Regions from separate parts of the Mus musculus genome. Here region 1 is linked to region 2. Evidence: chromatin contacts called from public HiChIP or PLAC-seq data. All regions are on one chromosome and are shown on one strand. Each heading gives the region's core, a stretch centred on a gene start, on an enhancer-like site or on the middle of the called end of the contact. The rest is flanking DNA. Distances are from core to core; before and after follow the strand shown.

Region 1 (3,299 bases), core at 29-2,528, 130 kb before region 2:
CTTTCTCCACAGCTAAGATAAGAAGCCCATCTAAGTGCCTATTAGCAAACAAAACATAGTACAGGTGCCCAATGGAATTCAATGATATTCACCCAATAACAAGAAAGAAAAACGAAAACACCATTTGCAGTGGAGTGAAAGAGAACTGTGGACTGTATGTTAAGTGGAAAGGGACAGACACAGAAGGCTTAGGCACCATGTGTTCTGTCTCTCATATGTGAAAGTTAAAAACAAACCAGCCTAAATGCAGAATAGTGATTTACTAGAGCTGGAAGGGGCGGGGGCTGGAGGAAGGGACAGCTGAGTGGGTTTGACTCATGAACACTGTGCACATACAGAAATATGACACGGAACCCACTAGTATGTACAATTAGCATATTCATCAAAAATGAAAATGGCAGTCCTGCAAAGACGGGAATTAAGTGCCTGAGGCAGAAGGAGCCCAGCTGCTCCGGGCTCTAAGGGAGGCAGAGCACAGCGGACTTCAGGAGCAAGAAGAAGCAAGTGTGTGTGCTAGGGCACTGTGAGCAAGAGGCTGCAAGGCACGGGTGGCACTGGGAGGCAGGGAGGTTCAGATGGCCCGGATCTTTGTTTTTTCTGTGTGTGCTCTGCAACCCTGGGTGAAGAGGGGCTATACTGTGTTAAGGCCTGCGGGCCAAGCCAGCATCAGGAGTGAGTTGAAAAGTTTTTTGGTTTTGTTTTTTGTTTTTGTTTTTTTTTTTAATACCCAAATCCAAATCCAGCAATGAATGTGATTAATAGTTTTTGAAAACTTGCTTGGCTTAGCTACAGCCTGGAGAGTGGACTATGGTGACCCAAAGCTGGAAGAGAGAAAACAGAGTCATCTCCAAAGGATCAAGCATGGCCTTCACTAAGCTTGTGTGGTTAGGCAGAGGGCGAGACAGGTTTACCCACTATGACTCTGGGTAAATTAAAGAGAAACAGAAAGAAGCGCAACTTCATTATCTCTCATGTCATGACAAAGCCATAGCACATAGGTTGGGTTTCCGGGCCCTTTCAGCTGCACTAGAATTGCTCAGGAGTGTGGTGTGTGTGAAAATGAGCACACAGTGGGACTTACCAGTCACCATTTCTCCTTTTGTGAGGCTGAAAATCATCCAATCTAATCGAACTGGCCACTGCAGTGCGGGGCGCCTCCCCTGCTCTGTTCCTTCATGCTGACATCTGCCCTTTACCACCTACTGGGTTTCTCAAGGCCTAATCTTCCTGTGACTTATTCTGCAATCCCTCTCTGGAAGTCATGTGCCTGCTGTGGTAAGAACACCCACTTCCTCCCTCTCTGCATAGAATAGCACCTGTGATCCCTGCTCTGTACACACTCCCTGACCAACCCTCTTCTGGTGGATGGAGAGCCAAAGGTAACACAACACAGGCAGGCATGAGAAACCTCACAGTTCAGTGTGGGACTGAGAACTAACTACGTGGGAGAATCTTGCACCATCAGGAGATCCACACACCCAAACCCACACAGCCAGGTTTCTCCCCTTTACAGCTGAGCTCTCTAAAGGCTGAATGGGGCTGGGATGGGGAGATCTACCTGCGTTCCTGGCCCTTTCCCTCTGAGTCCTGTGGCCAGCAGGCTTTAAGTTCTAGGTAAGGAATCTGAAGTGTTTCCTTGAAAAGCAACAAAATCATTTGACTCCCTAAGTAGAAATGTCTTAGGGAACCAGGAGATGACAGTTATATCTTTTATCTCCCACCTTATCCTCACAAACAAATATCTTTAGTCTATTTGCTTTTCAGTAAACACACATCAAATGATCACCAGTACAGGTGTGGTCTTGGTGATACAGTTCCTGCTGGCCAGATCTTTGAAGAAAATCTCTGGAGAAGCATCTAAAGAAATATTCAACGTCCTTAGTCAAGAGGGAAATGCAAATCAAAACAACCCTGAGATTCCACCTCACACCAGTCAGAATGGCTAAGATAAAAAACTCAAGTGACAGCAGATAACGGGGAGGAAGTGGAGAAAGAGGAACACTCCTCCATTGCTGGTGGGATTGCAAGATGGTACAACCACTCTGGAAATCAGTTTGGCAGCTCCTCAGAAAATTGGACAGAGTACTACCTGAGGACCCAGCAATACCATTCCTGGGCATATACCCAGGAGATGCCCCAACATGTAAGAAGGACACATGCTCCACTATATTCAAAGCAGTATTATTTATAATAACCAGAAGCTGGAAAGAACCCAGATGCCCCTCAACAGAGGAATTGATACAGAAAATGTGGTACATTTACACAATGGAGTACTACTCAGCTATTAAAAACAATGAATTTACGAAGTACTTAGGCAAATGGATGAAACTAGAAAATACCATCCTGAGTGAGGTAACCCAATCACAAAAGAACACACATGGTATGCACTCACTGATGAGTGGATATTAGCCCGGAAGCTAGGAATACCCAAGATACAATTCACAGACCACCCTCAGCACAAGAAGGAAGACCAAAATGTGGATACTTTGGTCCTTCTTAGAAGGGGGAACAAAATACCCGTGGGAGGAGTTACAGAGACAAAGTGTGGAACAGAGACTGAAGGAAAGGCCACCCAGAGACTGCCCTACCTGGGGCTCCATCCCATATTCAGTCACCAAACCCAGTCATGATTAATGTGGGGAAGATGGAGAGTGTGGGAGGTGGGGGCGGGGGAGTGGTGGCAGAGGGAGTAACAGACTGAAAACCAGGCAGATCCACGTCAACAAGGCAGGAGCGTGAAAGGAAAAGAAGAAGCAGAGGAATGGTTTCTTCTTTAAAAAAAAAAAATTGTTTTATTGGCTGGGCCAAGGTGCACGCCTTTAATCAATCCCAGCAAATGGGAGGCCGAGGCAGGCAGATCTCTGTGAGTTCGAGGACAGCCTGGACTACAGAGTGAGTTTCAGGACAGTCAGGGCTACACAGAGAAACCTTGTCTTAAAAAAACAAAGCAATACAAAGTTTCATATGATAGCCTCCGGCTTGTGTGAAATGATTTTAATTCTTTCTCCAAATATTTCCAGATAAGATATCACAGTTTCATAATAGTAGTTATTTTTTGTTCAAAGTAACTATTTTTTAAAAATGTTCTTTTCTCAATTCAAAATATTTTAATGTTTAAGAAGGGTAGAGTAGATAAGATACATAGGCCTGTTCATAATTTCCAAGTAGCCTTTTAAAAGGGGTCCCTTTAATTCTTAAATATGGTTAATAGTAAAGTCCCTATTCTGACACTCTGTCCCCATTTACTCTGCTAAGCACAAACCCACCATCATATCAAGAAAACTTTCATCATTTTATAG
Region 2 (3,019 bases), core at 184-2,683:
TCTAAACACAAAAGGAGGAGGAAGTATAGACTTCAGAGATTGTCACGAGCAGAGAGATAGCCCTTCACCTCGGTAGAATTCTCTGCCACTTCATCTCTCTGTCATATTGATCCATTTTATAAAACACCCAAGATAGTTTTAAGACAAAAATTAACTAAGTTTTCAAATTTTGAATTACTAAGAAAGGAAAGTTTATGAAAATGTTTAATAATGCTGACAGTCTGCAAAACTAAGGTCATCTCACTACATGACTTGATGGATGAGGGATGCAAAGTTGGCTCTTTAGTGAGCGAGTGTGTAAGTGCGTGACTGAGTGAGTATGTGACTAAGTATGTGAGTGCATAACTGAGTGTGTGAGTGTGTGAAGAAGTGTGAGTGTATATGTAAGTGTGTGGGTATGTGAAGAACTGTGTGAGTATGTGTGAGTGAGTCTGAGTGTGTGTGAATGAGTGTGTGAGTGAGTGAGCTAGTGAATGCATTAGTGCATGAGTGAGTACATGAGTGAGAGGGTGTAAGTGCATGCATGAAGAGTATCTGCGGGTGTGAGTGGCTCAGGACGCTTGGCTTGCATCCAGTTCTCACATCCACCTGTAGCCCCCTTGAGCCCTGTCACACACTGTTCTGTGAGTGATGTGGTGACTGTCACTGTCTCCTTACAATCTGCTATAAAATGAAGGAAGTGAGGCAGAAAGACAACTCGGTGGGTACAGCACTTGCTGTACGAACATGAAAACCTGAGTTCAGATCCCAGCACCCACATGAAAAAGCCATGCATGGGCATAGATACCTGTAAGCCCAGCACTACAAAGAGAAGAGGCAGGGGATTGCTGAGTTTTGCTGGCCTCCAGCCTTGCTCTAGGTTCAAAGGCAGACTCTGCCTTAAGGGAGTAAAGCAGAGAGCAGTGGGGCAGAACCTCTGGGCTTCACATAGGCACACACTTGCATACACTGCACACGCAGATGAGTGGAATGTAGGATTAACTGAACTGTTCTGTGACATTTGTACATTCAGGTTCAGAGAATGATTAAGTGTCTCTTGCACAATAATCTTTTGAGGAAATGGACCCTATCCTAACTCCCTACTTTCCAAGCAATTATGCAAGCAGAAACTAAAACTAAACCCAGACATAGGCTCCAGAGTCAACAAGATGGACCACATATGACAGAAGGTGAAACCGCTGCTGACCATTGATGAGGCTGCAGGGTCTCCTGACTCCTGACTTGGGTTTGATCTCCTGGTAGGGGTGCCACACAGTCTGTCTGTGTCCCACACATATGTGGGCATAGAAAAGCATGGTGTTGTGAAAGAGGGAAACATAGAAGCTATTGGCAGTGACCTTAAATGTAGATTCCTTCTGTTCTGATGCAATGTGGACCTGAACTGGGGAAAGCCAGTGTGGGCTGCTGAAGTCCCAGAGATGCAGGCAGTGTCGGGAGTGGCTGGCAATGAGTGAGCAGGATGATGTAAGGGCGGTGTGCGGAAAGGAGAAGCTTTCGGGAAGTAGCAGGCTGCTTACGATTTCCTTTGCTTTATCTCTTGAACAGTGGGAAAACGTTAAAGGCCCTAAGCTGTGGTGTGATCAAACTTCCCATTTAAAGATAGCTGTCTGACTGAGGTTGAGGTCAGCAGTATGAAGGCAGGGACCAATAAATAGGTTCCTTTCATGCTAAGATGATGGTTGGGAGAACAAGGGAATACAGCCCTGGAAATGAAGAGACCAGGGTAAGCTGAAGAGAATGACTTTAAAGTAGTGTACAAAATAGCGACATTGAGGAGCTCGAAGATGGAGTAGATAGGAGAGTAAGCCGAGAGAGGCAGAGCTAGGCTAACCTCGGATTCAATCTAGTATAACTAGCTGAAGGCTGGTGGAGGTCTCAGCCTGGAAGACACCAGGAAGAGCGGCTCAGGTGCAAACTGGATACAGAGCCCCACAAGTAGGTGTCTATACTCAGCACCAAGGCAAAATGATGGGAATTAAGCCATGCTTGTAAACTCACAGAGAAGAAGGTAGTAGAGAGGAGGAGAGAGCAAAGTAAGGGAAAGAGCCAGGGTTGGCTCTGAAGAGCTTCCGTGCTCCCTCACTGGGGGAGGACTCAAACTGCAAAGGGATCCATTCATTATGTGGTTGCTATGAGAGTATTGGCTACTTTTCTTGTTGCTGCTACAAAGTGTCCCACGAAAAGAAACTTGAAGGACACAGTTTGAGAAGATAACATTCTGTCCTGTCCAGTGGCTTGACTGAGGAATATCATTTGCTCGTCTGAGAAATACTGAAGCAGTAGCAACAGGGCTGGGTTAGAGCTGAGCTTAGGTCAGGTCAGATCCCAGTACACTCGCACACCTAACCCCGTGCCTTCACAATGCAGCGCCTGCCTGTGCCTCTTCACCACGACAGACTACTCACTGGCTTCAGAGTGAGCCCCTGCCCTCAAAAGCTCGGTGTGGAGAGGGCTAGCAAGGTTGCTCAGTGGTTAAGACCAATGCTGTACCTGACCCCTGGAACCCACGGGTGGAAATAGGGAACCAATTCCTACAAGTTTACTTCCACATACATGCGAGGTCACAAAATAAGTATTATTTTTTAAAATTACATTAAAGAATCTACATGTGCAGGAATCTGATGATTTCTCATATTCTCTGTTCATTTCAAATGATAAATTGTAAATTGTTATCAGAATAGAAGGCTGTATTAAATCAGCACGGGAAGTTGCAGGAAGTAGTGTACTTACTGGGGATCCATTCTGGGCAAAGGCACTGAATTATGCAAACTTATAAGGTACAACCGTGGCTGATTTTGATAATACTGTTAAATACCACTCATTTTTCTATGTTTGATAGAAAAATAAAACAGCAGAAATCCTGATTAGAGTCTCAGTGGCGCTCAGCCTTCCTAACTGCAACCCTTTAGTACAGTTCCTCATATTATAGTGACCCCCCAACCAGAAAGTTATTTTTATTGCTGCTTCATAACTGTGATTTTGCTACTGATCTGGGAGTATAGGTTTGTCAAAAGGTTTG

The links. HiChIP or PLAC-seq counts read pairs in DNA pulled down with a chosen protein or histone mark.
Region 1: an H3K4me3 HiChIP or PLAC-seq map of bone marrow-derived macrophages shows a contact between it and region 2, with 3 times the contacts expected there. The contact joins two enhancer-like sites. A contact is called at or near these places in 3 of 15 datasets of contacts at CTCF or cohesin (CD8 T cells, large pre-B cells and pro-B cells), 58 of 484 Hi-C or Micro-C datasets (the AML12 cell line, B cells, the Ba/F3 cell line and 40 more), 8 of 115 datasets of contacts at active chromatin or transcription factors (CD8 T cells, the HPC-7 cell line, acute myeloid leukemia and 4 more) and 1 of 9 other capture datasets (embryonic tail).

What each region holds. Positions count from the first base shown.
Region 1 is chr3:9,851,165-9,854,463 of GRCm38.p6, reverse strand. No RefSeq gene overlaps it. Among named protein-coding and RNA genes, the nearest start is that of Pag1, 19 kb to the right of the region's middle. Within about 2 kb of position 1,278, at least 76 of the 459 cell types and tissues checked have an H3K27ac peak or open chromatin away from gene starts, as enhancers often do. A contact at or near this core is called in acute myeloid leukemia, bone marrow-derived macrophages, granulocyte-monocyte progenitors and 2 more, where this site is marked.
Region 2 is chr3:9,723,830-9,726,848 of GRCm38.p6, reverse strand. The region is part of intron 3 of Pag1 (phosphoprotein associated with glycosphingolipid microdomains 1); the gene reads left to right. Among named protein-coding and RNA genes, the nearest start is that of Gm33169, 62 kb to the right of the region's middle. Within about 2 kb of position 1,433, at least 48 of the 459 cell types and tissues checked have an H3K27ac peak or open chromatin away from gene starts, as enhancers often do. A contact at or near this core is called in acute myeloid leukemia, bone marrow-derived macrophages, granulocyte-monocyte progenitors and 2 more, where this site is marked.